Linked DNA regions of Drosophila melanogaster: region 1 is linked to region 2. A link is a contact called in public Hi-C data. All regions are on one chromosome and are shown on one strand. The core of a region is the stretch at or near the end of the contact, and the rest is flanking DNA. Distances in the headings are between cores, read along the strand shown.

Region 1 (5,790 bases), core at 561-3,060, 36 kb before region 2:
AAAGTCGGTCATTATCTGCAGCTGCTGTTTCTGGGTGAGAGCATAGCTTGCTCCAACTGTGCTGCCCTGGCCAACAAAACAGCGCGGACGGAGCACCGGTCTGTGTTGAAGGAGTAGCCGGTGAATCAGCATTACGGATTCACGGTACTCGCAGAAAACAATGGCGCGGGAATCGGGGTTTGCCTATTAAAGAAAACATTTATATTAACAAGGGAATATGTTTATCGGTTTCATGAAAATTATATGAAAACTTCTTTTTTTTTGATTTTTTGCCCCTACCTGAAAGTGTTGCACCAACACCTGTCGCAACTTCTCATATTTGGCATGTCCAAAGTCTAGATCAGATGGCAAAGGCGGCACTTCTCCATTCGTCATGGCATGCGTGGTGTAATCTAGGGGATTGGCACCGAGTTCTTGGCGGACCTGCTCCACCAAATTCCTTAGATTACCATCTCTGGCCAGTACAAATTTCTCTCGCCCGTCGTCGTCTGCATCGAAATTGTTCACGAAGACGCGAAGACCGTGACGCTCCATTAGGTCCAGCGAGTGGTACATGCTGATGCACATGGCGAAGTTGCCCATTATTATGTTGTGATCCGGATGCCGCTGGCCTTGCGCCGATCGTTCGACGAAGCTTTTCTGCTCAAAGAGCAAACTATTTCTGCTCACGGTTCCCTTGTTGCCTTTAAAAATCTCAGCTTCCATAAGCTGGCGTAGGTATGGTTCGATGATCTGCAGCAATCGTTCTCTCGGCTCCTTGATTCTCTCCTTCAGGGAGACCACTATGGTTCGAATCGTCCGCCTGTGTATGTAGGGCTGCACGTCGATCGAGGTGTCCCAGCGCACTTGCAGATTGGAAATGTATAGGTTTCGGCACACAGCTGCCACATCCTCCATGGTTCTTCCTGGTGTAGCGGACAGGGCAAGCATCCGGAAATACCTGTTACGTGCCATCAGACAGTCGGCCACTTGGGTGTAGGCATAGCGACCTTTGGCCCGGTGCGCCTCATCCACCACTATCAACTTGATGGACCCAAAGGGAAAGCTGCATTCGCCATCAGCTTCCAGCATGTCTGAGTGCACCACCTGCGGCGTAGCGAAGAAGACCCGCTTGGAGGCCCACAGCTCAGCTCGTTTGGGTCGAGGAAGTTGGCCTGGAATAAAAATGGGACTGGAGCTTATTTTTTGGATTCAGGACTTGTAAGGCAGTCGGCACATCCAGGTTCTTTTAGTCATATAACCCGGTAAGCATTTGTAAATAAGTCTTCACATTTGAACTCACCTGTTAGCTGCACCGTGTCTTCAGATGGAAAGGGCATGATCTTCTGGGATGCGTGGATCTGCTGCGAGACCAGGGGCCTTGTGGGTGCCATGAACACAATCTTTCCCTTTGGATACCACCTGTAAAAGTTGTACATAACCACCGCCGCAATGAAGGTCTTTCCCAATCCCGTGGGCAACACCACCAGGGTGTTTTTGAACAGCGCCGATTGGACGATGGTTTGTTGATAGGATCGTAGGGGCAGGTTGTTTGGATAAATCCAGTTGTGTCCTGTGGCCATATCGAAACCATCGCAGGCTTCGTCGCAATGTTCCCAACGTGTTCCATCGGCATCCTGAGGATCCAAACTGTGAGAGACTCTGCGCTCGCAGGAGTAAATACAAGTAAATACCTCGCTCTTCTGCTCTTCGTGCATAGCCAAGGCCGCCACTAGGTCTTCGTCATCGTCCATCCAATTCACATCCATGATAGCAGCAATCTTTTGATAACAACTACTGCACGACGATCTACATTTTGTTTTGAAAGTGTTTACATTGCTTTACATTGTGTTTATAACATAACATTCCGTTAGGGATGAGCTAATCATTTTAGGTGGCGCTGTTGGAGTATATCGATCACACAAATCGTGACATGAAAACTAATTTTAGTCTGTAAAACCCTCTAAATATAGGGTAATAAGTAAAAATAAATACAATTCTCAAAAATTGTTAACTGTCTAAGCAAGCTTGAAGCGGCTTCTTATAGCGCGGATTTGCTAAGCCATTAAACAGTGCTCTAAAATGGTGCCAAATACGAGAGTGGCAGCACTGCTCCAGATGGCGCCACTGTGTATATGTTTGCCAAACACTTAAATTCAAATAAAAGCGCGCCAATTTTAAACAGTGACTAAGTTGATTTTAGAGAATAAAGATAAATGAGTGATCAAATGGCAATAGTTTACATTAATTAAAAGAGCTCTTGTATGATTTCCCTTAATCAGTATCATATCGGTGAAAAGTATTGCTAAAATGCCGAAATCCTTACGAAAACGCAGACCCCACAATCTGCCCGGAAATGTCAAGCCCCATTTAATGTCGCCAGTTCGTAATTGGGCGAATACACACTGCGTACTTACAGATTGCCCGAGTACTTTTCGCGATATTTCTGTCGTAGATGTTCTGATTGTCTTAAATTAGGCGCTTCCAACGAACGTTCTTATTTGCTTTTATTTCCCCAACGAAAAGGCTTGGTATCAAAAGAAAAGCAGTACGGGTAGATACAATTAAACTGGTAGCAGCATTAGGATATTTAACAAATACCTTTTAATGAATTGATTAATTAATGGAATGGAACTGAATTTTTAATTTTTAATGTATAAGCCGAATAATATAATTGAAATAATATACTTCCCATGCTGACTAAACTCAACCTTAATTTCTGAAGTTATTCCACAAATCCTTGCCCCTGCTGCTGATGAGGGAAAATGATAATTAGCAAGCACATACATACACTTGGCCAAGTTTGACGGAAAAACATACGTAAATAGTCACAATCTCATTTCAAAATCTTCACCTAATGAGCATTGACCGTGTGTGGGGGAATCTGAGTCCGAGAGCTGGATGTCATGGCCCACTCCCGCGGAAAAGCACGGGCACCGGAGAACGCTCACAAAATGTAATTATATCGCATTATTTGTCATTCCGAGCAAATGAATTGAAACAAATTTAGTGTGACAAATGAATTGTTCACTTATGTATGTAAGTTCGTGTGTTTGCTCGTAGTGGGGGGCTGGGGCTGGGGGAGGGGCACCCCATTCGGCAGCCACCGTGAGCTGGGACAGAAATACCCGGGCACACGGGTACACGGGACACACTCAATTTGCTGGCTCTCTAGTCAATTTCATTTCATTTGCATGAAGTTCTCCCTCTCTTCGGGGCTCCCTCCTCATATAGACAATATACATGAATATATGAATGTACATATCTCGGTGTGCGTGCTATCTGTGGGATATCTGTATGTATCTGTGGGCCATGGGCACTACGCCTTTTGCCTAATTCGGCTTTATGAGCCATGTCTAATTACCAAATGAATTGTGCAATTATTTATTTTTGTTTATTAATTGGCTGCCGCTTTAATGAGCCTAATGACCAGATATCTGAGCGTAGATTCGAGTGTCCTATGGGCACATGTGATGAGTCACAGGTTATTGCGATGCCCTGCCCGACATGGCCAACATAAATGTCATGACTTATGCGCTGTGCTGCGAGTGCTGCGTTGCGATGCGGTTGCCATACCCTTCTCGACTCATCGACTTATCTCCGACGACGCCAAGTCGCCAAGTTACGAGTATTTGCGGTTTACATCATAACGAGCACTCTCCATACAAAGTTGCCCAAGCGGAATCAGCCACCACGGGAAACCAGGCTAGAAAGGGCCCAGACCCTTTTATGCAAAGTGCTTTTAGTCGGGGTTGGGGTGATCCAAAGGGTATTCACTACGGCTGAAACAGTCACTCAAAAAAAATGTTAAGAAGGCCTTTTTTAAATATCCATTGAGATGACGACTATCACATGGCCTAACAAGAACATGTTGCAAGAATGTTATCAGTTGGATTTTACATATGTGCAAGTTTATTTCATATATAATAATATAATTACCTTCTACAGTGCTGGGGCTCAATTCATTCTGGGGTCTTGAAGGATCCATCTCTTGCTCGCAAAAGCACAGTACCTCTGTGGCTTGGGCAACTCATTAGCACTTATTAAAACTAAGTGCTGGGACCTCGGGCGGAAATGGGCCTGGATTTGCGGTGCCAGTTACAATGGGCTGGCGACAGCTGCTCCGGTGGGTAATCAACGTTTCAGCGATTGTCTACCGCAGTTGCTGTGCATTCGAAGTTGCAGTTGCGTCGATTATGGGGCTGCAGTGGCATTCCCAGAACTCAGAATTCAGCGGCGCGTGTCGCTACCAGACGGACAAACAAACAAATGGAAAGACAAACTAAGCCCAATGCAGCTCAAAATGGCTGCCAATTATCTGGGCTGTCATATTTGTTTCCCCGGTTGTTGCCGGGCAATAAAACATTTCGTTTATTAGCCACCACCAGAAGTAATTCGATTTCAACCTAGGCAACACTGAAAAAATATATCTTGTAAAAGTAAGAAATAAAAGCAGCAAAGATACATATGTAAGAACGCTCTTGTCGAGTGCCACGACTATTGGATACCCGTTGATATAAAAACGGAGCAAGCTTACATGGAATACTTTTAATAGATTTCTATAGTCCGAATTAAATAATTTTTTGTAAGCTCAGCTAATTATCACTTGCACATATATATATATTTCTTTAAATACTTTTCAACGAATATATTCCCATTGTATTCCCAATATTCCCATTAAACCTACGATCAACGGGTATAAATATGTGAAACTAATGCCTAGTTAAGCTTGAAAGTATTATTGAAAAAGAGATCACATTTCCATTAAAAAATCAAAAATAAAAGTTTGTATTTCCATTCTTAATTCTATTATCTACATATTATCTGCATATTTTAATATGCATTAATAACTTCAATTCTTGTCATGCTAAATCCTTTTGATGGATGTTTTAAAATTATTATCATTCGAAGACCTAAGATGATTTTAGTGTTATGAGTAAAGAGTTCTTATTTTGATCATTGCAACGATTGATAAATATTACATTCGACGGATCAATTTTTATTGTATGTATGGGAAATGATGTTGAGAATACTTTTTGCAGTGACTCAAGTCAATATTATTTTTAGATATACTTTATTCTGAAACGGCTGCCATTATTGGTTAACTACATATGTATGTTGGCAATTCGAATATATAGGTTGCAAGTAATAATTTTCGCTGTGCAAAGATTGGGAGTTCCATTAGCTGAAATTGCCAAAAATTGCAGGCAAACTTTTGGTTAGCTCGTGTCTGCGGGCAGTAAGTCGAGCTTATGAGAACAGCACCTGCAGGATGAGATACACCGCAGTTCGGAATCATCGGGACACGCCCATGCCGAGCCACGAACACTTCACACTTTCACAGGACGGATCTGAAAGATGCGCTGCTGTGAGCCAACGGAATGAAGTAACAAATTGGTCAACACAATTTCATTATAAAAGCAATAGCCAGGAACCCATCAACCCTTCATCAGATTAAGGCGCAGCTGCAGGCGCCGCTGCCCAGTCGATGCTCGAATCGATTAACCCCAGCGCGGCCAATCCTTTTGCATACATACGTGCCGCACCTGTTGTCATGGGTTAATCGGGCAGCTCTTCTAAGTGCTGACTGCCATGCGATCGGATCGGATCAGATCGGGTGGGGAAAGGGTACATGGATGGTTATGTGGATGGGTTTGTGGTTGGGCATGGGGATGGGGTTGGGATCGCCATCGCTTGATGGCTATCTACTCTAATGGCGTCCAGGGCATTAAATCGGTCGACAGCTTTAATGGGCCCAGAAAGGAAAGTCCTCCGGCACTAGCCCTGGAATTGGATACGGCCAAACGGATA
Region 2 (5,714 bases), core at 2,073-4,572:
TTGGCTTTTAGCTTTTAGCCATCCAGCCTTGATTAGCGTGCCCAACGGAGGCAGCCCAACTTGGCCCGAAAGCGAGGTCTCTTTGCCTGGTCTTTGACTTCGAGTCTAAAACTCACTTTGTGGGTGGCCCCTAAACGGCTTACTTCGCTCTGCTACTCTTTCCTCTGGGCCACATTTTGTTCGGCCAGGGCTTTCTTGGCCATGCCGATGATTACTGTGAAATTGGCAATGTGTAATGGCCGCTCCAGCTCAAGTGTCTTTTGTGTCTAACTACTTTTCTCTTTGATGAGTTTTCTTTTCAGCAGTTTTTTCTTATTTCGGCACAAAACGCTTGAGCTGGAGGACTTTCTCTTTGATTCTCAACTCAAAGGCGTACGTCCCCAAACCAAACAATAAATTAATGACTTCAACTTGGCTAATCAAGATTTAAGCCAGAAATATGGCCAAATGATTGCTCAATTTGTCGCAAGCGCTTGCCAGTCATGGGAATATGGAAAAAATTAGCTACTAATTTTGTGTACAGTACAATTTCGATACAATTTAATTTGAGTTCAAGTAATTGAAAATAAGGCAAGACATCAGATTATCCACTATAGCTGACTCCCAAGCTTTTTGAATCATTTTGGGTCAATCGAACACACCCAATTGGAGCGGAGCAAGTAAAGGCGGCTTAAATGCATAATTATCGTCTAGCCATCGGTAGTATTACAATTTTCGACATGCTACCAAACTCGATTCCAATCTCTTGGATTTTTATCTGCCGCACAGCCGCGAGATCAAGTGGCAGTGACGGGCATGTGTCAATGCTGCGTGGGTCGCTGTGGAGCTGCAAGTCTTGAACCGAAAGTGACTCCATGGCATATGCAAATCGCTCAGGGCAACTAAATGGCAAAAACGACGAATATAAATTTGTTTATGGAAGCTGTGACTTCAGGCTGTTGCTGCCGTTGAAAGCTTGCTAATTGACAATTACAGACAAGTCGTTGTTTTGGTAGTTGGGGCATTATGACGACGGATATACACTTGCTGTGATGGTAAAATATAGTCAACTTCAGCAAAGTGAAAGGACTTCATAAGGCGGGATGTTCTGATTTGATTTGCTATTTGGAAGATAGTATTGGCCTTTAAAAGAAGCTTAGCTGCGGCCATACAAGAATTACGTTAAATTTAAGTTGTAAACCTTTCATAAATATTTTTTTAGCATCAACTAACTCATGAATTTAGTCTAGTATTATTCAAAGTCAGGCAATGTATTATGACATAATGGCAATGCTAGTTTATACCAAGCTTACGTAGTTGGCCACCTAGTACTTATGAGGCATTTAGATATCTGACGATAGGAGCGACAATCTAAATTATAGAAAATCTATCGTTTCCGGCGGAATGAACTGATTCAGCTGCTCCGGCTGCTGGCTCCACCATTATGCGGCAGCTGAAGTTGAGCCGATAAATCAAAGAAATCGTCGCCCTGCTTTTAAATTTGAATATTAATGAACCCTTTCCCCGCACTTTCACTGCAGGAGTTTATCATCGTGTGAATGGAGCCACACACAGTGGGAAATTTAGAGAGGGAGCACAGGTGTAAATTGACCTTCCCCGCGAAGGATTCATCGACTCAAGGACCTGGCATAATTAACACGGCGGCTTTTCCCACGCAGGCCCCGTTCGTGTGTGTACGTAAGTATCTAATAGATACACTAATAGCCGCCGAGAACAAAGGTGAAATGGGCAACCAAAATTAGAATTATAAAAAATACAGAAGCGCTAAACGCGGGAAATCAAACGCGCCGCTCGCGGCGAGCCTCAATCACAAGCGGAATGCTCAAATATTTGTGTGATTAGTCCTTATCAACAGTCGCTCACCGGGAGCACCAGGTAGTAGTACACCATGGCCTCAGAAAGGGTCCCGGATCAGGTCAGGGCCAAAAGACAGACCGACTGCGGCTAAAGTCGGGCGCTGAGCCTGCGGTGGTCGCCGGCAATTCCTTTCGTTTAGCATCCTGCTGCGGCAGCAATTGGTTTCGATTTTGGATTTTCGACTTTTCGTTAATAGACCTCTGGCCCTTTGTTTTCAGACGCCCTGACGCCTTTGTGCTGCCGCTGCTGCTGCTGCTGCTACTATTTCCTCCTTTGTTCTCCACTGTTTGTTGCTGCAACTCGCATTTGTTTCAATTAAAGGGATTTGGCGTTGTTTGTTGCCTCGAAGGTGTCAGCAATTGCCTTCAAGTTCACTAAGACGTGTGGACAATTGCAAATTGGCAGCCACTTAAATAGTGCAGCTCGAATTTGGACGGCAGGGATTACAGGGAAAATGAAATAGCTCCTCCTTTTAATGTCGATGTGTAGTATCATAGAAATCCTAAAGGGGAACATGTTCAGTACTAAAACCAAAAAAAACAAACACTCATATATGTATCATTTAACCTTACTTATTTCACAATTAACAGTATTCCGATTAAAAATGGAAAAAATAAATTTTTTATGTGTGACATAGAAATGTTTTTATTGGGATTTAATTTTTACCTTTTTCGAAAATAATGTAAAGTTATTTTAATACGTAATTTAACTTGTACAACTAAATATTACATAAAGATGTTTTACAACAACAAAATATTTCGATTAATAATAATATTACTAGCATCACAATTTATTATATAAATAAAATAAAAATTCAAATATACGAATACAATACTGAAATCAAGCAATAAAAAAAGCCGTCGGGAATGAAAACACACCGAAATAAGTAATCTAAGCAACTAGAGTCAATTATATAAACTGGCTTCCCACCAAATTTGGCTGAAAATAGAGAATATTCGTTTTCATTCAGACGAAACTGGCCTCATTTCCATTCTCAGACTCCAATTAATTTCCAAATGTCTTCAAATTTATGCGCATTTTTATATCCCCACTGTTTTCTATTTTTTGTTTTCCTCCAAATTAATTGTTCGTTTTTCTTAAGGCAAATTAATTGCAAACGCTTGACAATTAAACGCAGGCTGCCTTCGGGGGTCATCGTCATTAATGCTAACTGTGAGGGGGTTACGAGCTGTACATAAAGTGGGGAGGGGGCTCCTAGCCCCCTCTGTCACTGCCTGCGCCGCAGTCGACGCATTTGGAGTTGTGAAAACTTTGCAGCGACTAAAATACTAAATACAGTCTCGTTACAATCTGAGAAGCGCCCGTCTCGCTCGCACTCGCCGTCTGCCATCCCTTTTGCACAGCAGTCTCATGATGAACGCCATAATTACCGTTACGTATACGCCACCATTGCTATTTTTTGTTGCTGTAGCCGATTGGTGCTGAGAGCCGAGCAGAGCGAGATGACACTACCATAAGGGTATCTCGCTCTTTCGCAGAACGGGTTTTGCTCTCTCGCGAGCGAGACAGAGAAAGAGAGAGAGACAGAGAGTGAGCGAGCGAACGAGAGCTGCGGCAGAGAGCAGCGGCAGCAAAAGAACTGAAGAAATATCGACGTGTCTAGTTAGCAAACCAATCTTCAATCTAGTTTCGAACAGTTGACTGCGAAGCGTCGAGTTGAGAGGTCCTACGCCATTGGATCAGCGTCGTCGTGTCGAAGCATCAGTGTAAACTAATCAAACAAATCAGAGGAATTATAGCAAGATTTGAGTGTACAAGGCTTGTCAGTATCGTCAGTACCGACTTGCAGTGTAGTGACAAAGCCGTCTTGAAAAACAGTTAAGTGCTAAACCAAACGAATTGAAACGAAACTCTCGGAAAAGAAACCAAGTGCTGAAGCGAACCTAAATGCTCTGCCCTCCAACCATGCGTCCGGCCAGTCCCGCCGAATCCGAAATCTCCGTGGGCGGAGCCCCCAGCCCGCTGCCCACGCAGCATCATACGCATCCGCACTCGCATCCTCATCCGCTGCAGCATCCACGGGCCAGCACCATTGATCTGCTGCAGCAGCAGCAGCTGCTGATGCAGCACCATGCCGCAGCAGCCGCCGCAGCAGCTGCAGCCGCCTCCGGACTCACCCGGAGTGCCGTCGGCAATTTGCCGGAGGACTACTTCCATCCGCTGAAGCGCCTGCGCATGTCCTCGTCCTCCTCGGAGCCACGAGACCACACGCCCAGTCCACCGTCAGCAGTTCCGGAGCCCCAGACCAACCAGACTACCAAGTCGGCCATCGAGGGGGTCAAGAGCTTCTCCATCGCGGACATACTGGGTCACTCGGAGAAGCAGCGCGAGGAGTCCGTTTCCCCGCCCCCAAATGCAAACCTCCTGGCTCCACCTGCCTCCCGGCCCATTGCCCCCTCGGGCGGATTACTGCAACCACGCACGGAACCGTTGGATGTCCACCCGGCCGCTGCTGCTGCCATGCTCCTGCCAAGCGGACAGATTGTTCGGCCGTGGGATCACCTCCTGGGGCCGACCATGCCCGTCCGCCCCTTCATCCCCTCCGCCCTGCTGCACTACGAGCAGCGCCTGGCTCTGGACTACCATCGCCAGTTGCAGGAACACTTTAACGCCCAGGCCCAGCTCCTTCGCCACATGGGCATGAATCCCGCGATCATCGCTTCCGAGGACGGCAGCTCGGAGCGTTCCCAGCGATCGAGCAGCAGCAATGGCAGCACCGAATGCTGCAGCCCACGGCAGGCGGAAAAACTTGAAAAACTAACCACCCAAGAGGGAAGTGAGGAAGCTCAGAAGAAGAAATCAGAGGAGCAGCCAACGGGTTCAGGAAAGTCAAACGGAGACACTCCTCTGGATGCTCTCTTCCAGATGACCACAAAGGACTTTGACGAGTCGCAAGGTAAGCATCATCCAGGAGATTAAATATACATTGCATACATAGTTATAGTTCGTAAAGGTTCTTTCTTCTTATTGGAAAATAGTTGAGTGGCTTGAAGTGATTGATGATGATGATATGAATATGAATATGATTCTAACTACGAGTCTTATTTAAGCTAAATGAAATTTCCTTAATCAATATCTAAATTATGGAATCCTTAGTAGCCCAATTGATTTCATCAGTGTGTCTCGGTTGAAAAACGTCTCAATTTTCGAAATAAATTTGCGCGATTTCTTAATTAGAATAAAAGCTTCTAATTTGTTATCGTTCTGAAATTGGGGAATCGCAAACGCAGAAGCTGAATATTAAGCTTATTATGACGTTTTCCATTTATCAATCAGCAAATTCGAAATTCGTTTAATTGAAACAAATGGTAGCACTCGCCCGCGACCCGCCATTTGAAATCTTTTGTTATGTAAATTCCTTAACCGATTCGATTTCGGGCTTTTAATTAATTGGCAGCATGCGCCAGCGGTCGACAGAAACAAACGAACCAATTTGATGATAAAGTATAATTCATTCTGCGGCATTTTTATTCTGCAACTTAGGTTTATTTTGGCATAAACTCGACCGAGGGCATTTAGTGGGCGTTCAAGTACTCCCTGCACTCCACCCCCGACCCCAAAGTGATTTCATGGCAATTAATGGTTAATAGTCCGCACTATCCGCATTAGTATATTGGTGTTAGTCGTGTCGATTCTGCAGCGATTAGCAACAATTAGCTGGCTGGTGCATTACCTAATCGAGTTTTGTTGTGGCGAACAATTAACATGCCGTTTCCATTTGTTGCTACTCAAAAATAATAGCTGACAAACTCTAGCCCGTCTGTACAGTAAATATAGTGGCCACAGCTCCAGTCGTAAACATGTTTTAAAATACCCCCAACTAGCGATTAGCGACG

Evidence for each region. Hi-C and Micro-C count contacts between places; a contact is called where the count stands out from the background.
Region 1: a Hi-C map of the Kc167 cell line shows a contact between it and region 2, with 1.8 times the contacts expected there. A contact is called at or near these places in 27 of 107 Hi-C or Micro-C datasets (the Clone 8 cell line, the Kc167 cell line, the OSC cell line and 11 more) and 1 of 7 datasets of targeted methods (the Kc167 cell line).

The regions. Positions count from the first base shown.
Region 1 is chr3R:21,478,345-21,484,134 of dm6, reverse strand. Fancm (Fanconi anemia group M helicase) reads right to left here and starts at 1,810. Exons shown (of 6, transcript NM_001275877.1): 1 at 1,674-1,810; 2 at 1,283-1,616; 3 at 280-1,154; 4 at 1-183. The coding sequence starts at 1,748.
Region 2 is chr3R:21,444,145-21,449,858 of dm6, reverse strand. It overlaps lbe (ladybird early), which reads left to right and starts at 3,322. Exons shown (of 2, transcript NM_079711.3): 1 at 3,322-4,774. The coding sequence starts at 3,766.